2 separate regions of the Oryzias latipes genome follow, and region 2 is linked to region 1. The links are chromatin contacts, called in public Hi-C maps. All regions are on one chromosome and are shown on one strand. Each heading gives the region's core, a stretch centred on a gene start, on an enhancer-like site or on the middle of the called end of the contact. The rest is flanking DNA. Distances are from core to core; before and after follow the strand shown. Region 1 holds the start of cops8 (COP9 signalosome complex subunit 8). Region 2 holds the start of LOC101161519 (leucine-rich repeat flightless-interacting protein 1).

What was found. Hi-C and Micro-C count contacts between places; a contact is called where the count stands out from the background.
Region 2: a Hi-C map of embryo shows a contact between it and region 1, with 2.0 times the contacts expected there. The contact joins the promoter of LOC101161519 here to the promoter of cops8 in region 1. A contact is called at or near these places in 2 of 5 Hi-C or Micro-C datasets (embryo and fibroblasts).

The regions. Positions count from the first base shown.
Region 1 is chr21:1,339,015-1,343,483 of ASM223467v1, reverse strand. cops8 (COP9 signalosome complex subunit 8) reads right to left here and starts at 2,222. Exons shown (of 7, transcript XM_004081374.4): 1 at 2,091-2,222; 2 at 1,616-1,686; 3 at 1,080-1,128; 4 at 689-821. The coding sequence starts at 2,162.
Region 2 is chr21:1,489,120-1,493,588 of ASM223467v1, reverse strand. It overlaps LOC101161519 (leucine-rich repeat flightless-interacting protein 1), which reads right to left and starts at 2,625. Exons shown (of 10, transcript XM_011489183.3): 1 at 2,342-2,625. The coding sequence starts at 2,431.

The DNA.
Region 1 (4,469 bases), core at 973-3,472:
ATGACTATAATTATTCTATTCTAACTTTAACAAAAAGTAAAATACACAGGATGTCAATCAAGGGCAACAATGTAAGACCATGTGAAGAACTACAGACACATCTTTCAAGTATTTTCTCTTGCAAATAATTAAATGTAGAAGACATAGTGTCCTAATACAGTAAAAACATGTAATGTGAATACTTTGGCACTGGATAAAGATCATGTTGGTGTGTGAGCCCCGTGTCCTCAGCAGATGTTACCCAAGAGTGTCATGACTGTCTGTTTTTCAGCATGAATGGCAGATCAACAGCAAGCACCATAAACACCCAGAGAAGCTATTCTTAAACTCTGGCACAAACATCACATGACAGCAACACCTCAGTCTTCAGCCCGTCAGAATAAAAGCCGTAAGAAAATCCATCCGTATCAAAAACTGAGCGTGTAAGAAAATAAGCAAATATTCCATAAAGTGGACATAAAGCATCACAATTGGCCCTTCAGCTGTCACAAAGTCCAACTGGGGTATTTCTTATCCAATGAAAATCCTGAAGTCACTTTAGCAAACCCACAAGAGGAGCTTCCTGTTCCACACCAACCCCAGAGCACAATGTATGAACAGTACTAACTTTGCCTTAATTAGTGGTTTGTAGAAGAAATGATCAGATCATCTTAAAGAACTTAAATCAAGTCCTGATTTTTGTAATTACCTCGAAGGGCCTCCATGACTGGGAGGATGTTTTCCGACCACTGGTGAGCTTCAATGGCTGAGTAGATCCCTGGAAAGTCTCTCTGCCAAATGTGCTGGCCTACGGTCCAGATCGCTGTGAGCTCGGGGTTCGCCTGAATGGATCACAGAAAGACAAGTCCATGTTCCCGCACCGTTTCATGAAGGCAGGGGCTCTAAAAACCCCTGTAGGTGGACTAACACCTGAATACGGTGCCGTTTTTAAGACAGACAAACATCAGGAGTGTCTACGACTGAAGCCAGTCAGACTATTAGCAGCATAGAAAGAGAACAGTGACATCAGTAGAAGAAGTGGAGAGCAACTGGTACTTTTCATGAAATAAAGGGGAAAAAAAGGCCTTGTGATTACTCACCGATTTGATTACTTGTGGAACTCGCTTCCATAGATACCTGGCATTGTTCCTGTTAGACGCAATTCAACAGAAAGACATAAAGAGGACATTTGAGATGAGACATGCAGCTGCAGGCAGCAAAAATGGGATTCAACCGAACACAAACAAAGCTGTACAAAATCTTAGTCTCTCTTTTTTTAAAGATAGACATGTTTTAAAGCCTTGTGGTGTGAAGAACCCTTCTGAGTGAACGCTAAAGGACTTCCCTGAACACTGGCTCTAGTTCGTCTTTCTCTTTTGTTGTCCGGTTTGAATGCAGTCAGTGCATTGCTATGCTTGAACACTTGTGAGTGTAATGATGCTGAACAACAACAACAAAAAAAGGATTAACCTCAAAGGAGGCTGGGAAAAAAAGACTTTTGAAAACCTGAAACATTCAGAAACTCTTAGAATTCTTTCTGTGGAAAATCTATTCAGAGGAAGGCCTCGTTTTTTCAAGACAAATCGATGCATCTTCCAGAGGCTCGCGGGAGCGCGCACGCGCGCGCTTCACCCACATGTCGTTGTGGAGCAGGTAGAGGGCCAGCAGCTGCGCGTACACCTGCGGGGTGGCGATGCCTCCTGGCGCCTAGCAACAGCAGAGCGGGGAGGGGCAACGGGGGAGACAGGAGAAGCGAGTTAGTCTGAGCATGCGCGGACGTTGATCTTTCCTTTCTAGTTTTGAATGTAGTAAAGCCAGAGGCTAACTGAAGACAGTTTTAACGACATTTCTACACCGGGATATCCCACAGATTGCGCTTAGAATCGACAGCAGAGCGGATCCCGCGTCTGCACACATCGCTGAGTCTTTCTGTTCGTTCTGCCAACGACGTTCCGTTAGCGACGGCTAGGAGCCGGAGCGTCCTGACAGTTACATCGGCGCTAGCTAGCATCATTAGCCTCGGCCGTGGCTAAAACAGCCGAGGCGTCGCGCTGCCGCAGACGCGTCAGCGGCCCACTTCCCCGCATCACCCGGAAGCGTCTGCTCCTCACCTCAAGCTCCTGCGCCTCGCATTGCTCCTGTAATTTATCAAAGCTTTCCTCCATAGTCACAGCTGTAGGCATGATGACGCCTAGCCGAAGCGCCGGAGCTTCTTCTGTTGTAGGGATTCAAAGTAGAGCTTCCGGGGGAGCGACACACACTGCCCCCTGCTGGACGGAGTTTAAATGTATGGCTTTCTTCCAAGAAGAAAGAAGACTGTCGTGTCATACTGCCACCATCTACAGGCGTAAAAAAATATTTTCTGTAACAACTACCCTGAACAGTTTCTCTTACAAAATCCAAGGAAACAATCCTTTCTCTTTCTGTGCTGCCAGTTTCCAAAATAACATGGAAAAAATTCAAACGAGGATTTTTTCTCATCTTGTTTCTCATAGTTGAGGTTTACCTACCTATCATGAAAATTACAGGCCTCTCATCTTTTTAGGTGGGAGAACTTGAACAATTGTTGGCTGACTAGATTCGACCTGAATTCTTGAACTATTTTAATAAGATTAAATTCAAATGATGCAAATGAACAGTTGAATGTACAGTTTTATTGCAGTAATATTTTCATTAAATAAATATGAACCAAATTGACTGTGAATTCCACATTTGAAGACTACAAATAAAATAAAAGGTCTGCCCGCAAAATAAAAGTTGATCAACAATACATTTGGGTTCCTATGAAATGTTAAGTTTTATTCACTGTTAAATGCTCAACGTGAACTTCTAGATTTAAACTGTTTGAACAGGAAAACTTAACACAAACTGTTTTCTCTTTCAGTACAAACCTCTGTACTTTTAACACACACACACACACAAACTGCCATTTTAGAAATGATTCACTACAGAAGACTGAATAAAGAACTTCCCTGCACTAATGGGATGCTGATACTGAGATCTCGATTGCAGCAGAAAGGTCAGATCTGGCTCAAAGACTGCCCCCCTAGTGACAGACCCTCAGTCCCGTCCTCACGCGGTTCTTATTTAAGTTCATAACAGAGAATGTCTTCTCTCACAAGCATGGAGCCAAACAAGCTCAGGCATTTTCACAGCGAATCTTTGCGTCTGTTTAGAGCGGCCTATATCCAGTTCCAAGAGAGCTGGTGGTAAAACTTGACCAGAGGGAGCCGGTGGCCACTAAACATGAGACGCCACATGAACGTGCAGATGCAGCAGGTCCATCAAAAACCATTGGACTGTTGAAGGCATTCAAACCAAAAATTTAAAACACAAAATAAGACTTTATGCAGATGATGTTTACTATTTACTCCTAATTCACAATCTTCCATCTGCCAAATCATCTCCCTAATTAATAGATTTTCCTCAGTTTCAGAATACTCCATAAACTGGTCTAAAAGCACAATTTTACCAATTAATTGCAATTATCTAAATCCGTCATCTATTAAAATACAAACAGGCAACATAAAGTACTTAGGTATAAATATCTCCTCTAGGCTTTCTGATCTACTCAAGCTAAACCACACCCAACTACTTAAAACAACCGAGGCTGATCTCACTAGATGGAAAACTCTACCCATTTCTCTAATCGGGAGAGTTGCAGCCATAAAAATGATGATTCTCCCAAAAATTAACTACCTATTTTCAATGATTCCTTCCAAACCTCCAACTACTTGGTTCAAATCATTAGACTCATTCATTTCCCAATACCTCTGGGAAGGTAAACCCCCACGGATTAGTTTAAAAACTATTAAAAAACCTAAAGATAGAGGAGGACTAGGCCTTCCAGACTTCCAGGACTACTACTCCGCGAACAGATTGTGTTATGTACAAAAATGGCTGAATCCTGGTGTGCTGGATGAATCCTGGCTAGACATTGAACAAAATCTCTGTGATAACCTAGATATTTCTAATTTACCTTTCTTCAGTTCTAAAATTAAACAACACAAATGCTTCAGAAGTTTAAACATCAGCTCATCCTTAACAGCCTGGTGGGATTTTCTTAAAAAAAACAACCTCACATTATTTCCATGTAAACTTACCCCCATTTGGAACAACCCTGACATTTTTATTAACAAAAACATGATTCATTTTGCTTCATGGAAGAACAAAGGAATCGAGCAGTTCCAGCATATAATTCAGAATAGAAAATTTATGTCCCTCTCAACGTTATCCTCAACCTATGGAATTAATATAAACAAATTTCTAGAATATCAGCAGCTTAAATCAGCTATAAGCACTAAATACTGCCTGACCCAAATAGACCTAGACCCTCCCCTTACAGTAACACATTTCATGGACCTTAAAAATCCCAAACTCACCTCCAAAATTTATAAGATGTTATCAGACATAGATGAAACCATTTACTTACCCATGACAAAATGGGAGTCTGAGCTATCATTGAATTCTAGTGATCAATTTTGGCTACA
Region 2 (4,469 bases), core at 1,376-3,875, 150 kb before region 1:
TTTTTCCTGCGGGACGGGAGACGATACAAAATCAATGCATCTCTATTACTGTGCGGGAATAAATTCTCTGAGTTTTGCGGGTGCGGGCGGGAGTGTAACGCATACGTTGCGGTAGCGGGTGGGATCGGTCAGAAATTCAGCGGGTGCGGGCGGGATGAAGAAAATAGTCCCGCGCGGGGCTCTAACTAATGTTACTAAAATAAATGTTCTGCCTCTCCTGAAGGGGGTTTCAGTTTGGCCACTAGGTAGAGCTCTGTAGCATTACTCTCTATTCTAAAAGATTTGAGCAAAAAATGGTGCTTTAAACCACAAATGGTTACGGTTTAAAAAATGTTTCCTTTAAATAATTATGGAAAATTCCTGCCTGTGAGTACATTAAACTGTTCATTTAGTCAGCAATGTATGCTTAGGTCGAACGAGTGTTAGCATTGGCCGTCCTATGGGAAATTCAATTATACGTTAGCATTAAGCTAGCTGAGATTTGCTTTCCTGCTGCTTTGCGTTTGGTCAACGGAAAAGGAAAGGCTTGAAAGATTAATCTGTACTTTTATGGATCAATTATTGATTTATTAAAATTGGATTGATTCAGATCGATTAATCGATTTTTTCAACCCAGCCCTAATGTGTACTGAATATAATAATGTTAATGCAGATTTCCTACATGGAACAATGGGACAGCTGGGTTTTTATTAGCATGAAAAAAAGACCGTTACTAAAAACTTTGCCCTACAGAGCTTTGGTGAGAGTTGTCTGGTCTATAGGATTGATGGCCACTCTTATGGTCTCCATTCAGTGCCGAATGTATCAAAACCGTAAAACCATGCATCGAAACCCCCAATCTGCTAATCAAAATGCTTAAATCGAGACCCAAAACCCATAATTTGCAACCAACAGATATAACCCAAAGCACAATCATATTTATCAGCTGCCGATTTGTTTTCTCACCATTCTGAAAGCGTATTTTTTTGAGTTGCGCTTTATTTTCGTGGTTGCGATTCTAAAACCAGGTCAAATCAGTGACACATCAATCAAGGGGAGGGGAGGCAGGACATCCGACATCCAATAGCTCATTGGCTACTGAATAACTCAGTCTTACGTCACTACCAGTTACAGACTGTAAGTTTTTCAAATCTTTTCTATATTAAAAAACCATCAAAGGTGGTACTTTATGTAACCGGAGGACGCCAGCACGGTCAGATGAGCTCCACCAGTAGCTGCTACTGAAAAAAGATTTTAGAAAGTAAGACGTTGGTTGACAAGCCATTCATGGTAAACAGTGTTCTCCTGTGTTAGCTCAGCATTAAGCTAGCATTAATGCTAGCTTAATGCTAGCCGGTTTCCAGCTCATGTCATGACCTGTACGGATTAAATAGTCGATTTTTACAACAGTGCCAGGATCGATCAGGTCAAACCTGGGAGTAATTGTCCGAGAGTTGCCACTATGATTAAACAAATATATTTTTCAAGAAGTACATTATTGTAGAACCTATAAGGTTTCTCAACATCTCGTTTAGGGATTACAGGGTTTTGGTTCTCAATTTCTGCATTTTTACTGGCTGATTTGAGGTTTTGATTCCCGGTTTTGATGTGGAATACATTAGCGCTGGATTGACAGCATCCACCATTAAGACACTTTCATACCAGAAGCCCCAAACACTGACTCAATAGTTTTCTGGTTCAATGAGAGGTTTAGTTTGTTCTGTGTTGTTATTGTCAGTAATCTGCCTGATCGTTTCATTTGTCTGTTTTTGTCACGATGACTCTTTCAAACCGACGCCCCTTCCTTCTTTATTGGTGGCAGTCACTGGGACAGCATCAGTGTGAAGGCAGCAAAAGTTCTGCAGAACTTTTCTGCTTTTTCTGCTGTGGATGGATGAAAACCTGGACCCATCCAAAGACCAGAGGAGATATAGAAACAGAATTCAACGCCTTGGTGCCAGAATTAGACCTTGATCCCACCTGAAACCCTGATCTCACTCAGTCACTGCAGAACTGAGGACTGGAAAGGAGGTTGGAACTGGTTCCGTTAAAGCGGGTTAGAAAAGGACACATTTGGCCCACGGCCACATGGAAACGCGGGCTATCAGGAAGCTTATCTATCTGCTGATCATCAGGCAGGAACCAGTCGATCCTGTCCGACTCTGAGACGCTTTTGTCCTGACTAGAATCCTGAACCAGATGGACCAAAACCCTGAAGGACCCCAGAGGCTCCGAGCATCCCTGACCCAAAAGACTGGATCTGTGGAAAGGTTCCACGGACCCGAACGGAAGTTCTACTGTCTGTCATCTCTTCAAACAACTTTTACCGCAAAAGTGAAAAGTCTGCCCCCCCTCGCCGAACCTGCGCCGACACGAGCGTCAGAGCTTCCTCCTCCCCGGTGGTCTTCTCCTTCTTCATGGATCTCCTCCGGCCGGTCCCTCGGGTCCCCATGTCTCACGGTCTCACGGCCGGTGCTCCTTCCACGCACGGCGGTGGCTCTCGCGTGTCCGTAAAGTCCTGTACAATGAAACACCGTGGCCGTGGCTACGCGCGCGCAGCGTGGGTCATCGCACATCCGTGTTTAGCTCTCTTCCTGTTTCTGTGACGGCGCGTGAGTTGCGCGCGCGCGCGCACACGGTTCCGGCACACTGCGTGTGCACAGGTAGAGTACAGCAAGCGAAAGATATCATTAATCACCTGGGAAAAACCCCGCCAAAACGGATTTGTATGGTAAGCAAAGCTTTCGTAAATCAACAGGAAAAGTGCAAAAAGACCGGTAATTATATTAAAAAAAAACATTAACACTGTTTTTTTTTTACGCACGTTTTAAAAATGGTGTGCAGAAAACGCACTTCCAAACAGGGTTCTAGCACGTTCAATACTGTGCCTCTAAAATAATGTTTTATTGCATTAAATATGGGCGTTGAGCCCAAAGCGGGGGCCACTGAAGGCGGGGTCTAGCTGAAGGAGGGCCACAACTTCAACGCACACACACACGCGCAACTTGTGAGTGTCTGAGAGCCAATACATCTGTATGGAACGTATACTATGCTATTAACAATACTATATATCTATATATATATACTATATTAACTGATTTCTGTAGAAAACTGATAATTTACTGATAAAACTCTAAATCAATAAAATAAAATACGTAAACAAATAAATCAATAAGTAAATAAATCAGTAATACATTTCTGTTTATTTAGTCTTCTATATCTACTGTTTTCTAATTTAAATGTTCTTATTAACACAGTTCAGTTAACACTATTGAATTATAACTGTTAAACACTAAAGAAGACTCCAATTCTACAGTTCTGTAACCTCCATCAATGGTTCTTCTGAACACGGTTTCTCTTGTCTTCTTCTTACTTATGGACACTTGGCAGCACTTCCTCTCAAACTGAGACCCTCAGTGTGATTAAAGATGATTGTCAGAAAATCTGGACTGGACTTATCCTTATTGAAATTTAAGGTTGAAAAGTCAGAGAGTATGTGCTCCCAATTTTGAGTCTGTGTTGAATTTTTTTTTTTTTTAAGTTTACTCTTTAAACCACAAATCAGTAAAGGAGAAACAAAATTCAGAAACCATTTTTGGATTTTCTTTATGACTTTTTGCACATTTAAACCCTGGTATTGTAGAGCAGCCGGTCAGCCACTCCTATATTTTAATAGTTGAATTCAAACTGTGGTTTGTAAAATAACTGGGGCTGTTCACTGGATATCAGAACAATCGATACAGATACCTGAGATCAGAGAAAGGCTCAAAAACGGATGGAAATTCACGTTGGCGACACCAAAAATGTGCAGCCAAGATGCACAATAAGCGTGTTTGAGATCACCCAGGTGGACGAAATGTGCACAGATCACCAGGTGTGAGACGTATTTTTGTTTTTGCTCCAACATCACCTGTCAATCATCACAAAAATATCACGAGAAAGGGGCGGAGCAAGGCGCCAACCTACGCGAACACAGCTGGAAATTTAGCACTGCACTGACTGAAAGCTGCCCGATTGACTACAAAACAATGCATTATGGGACATGTGTCCTGATGGGTTTTTGTAGTTGAGTGATCAATTAAAATAATTTAAAATAACAATTGATTAAAAAATCATTACAAAACATTAAAGTCAATATAAAATATATAATAACATAGATCATACTAAGGGGGAGAGGCAGATTAAAACGAATTTAAATGTTAAGGACAATTCCAAGTTCCTGTTCTACTTCAGTCTCGCTGCAGATACAGAACATTACTTATTCCTTAGCGTGTGTGTAGCTGTCTGTGTGCAGAAGTCTTCTGAGATGAAGGTACTTAAAACCCGTAAATAGTTTGTGGGTGTGTGTATGTGAGGACTAAGCTGTGCATTTTATTTATGACACTCTTATGTTATGACTCTGTTTTATCGATTTCCCCCTCACCCCCTCTGTCTCCCCCGTCTTAACCCCTAACCCCCATCTCTAGCATCCTAATATCTCTCTCTCTCTC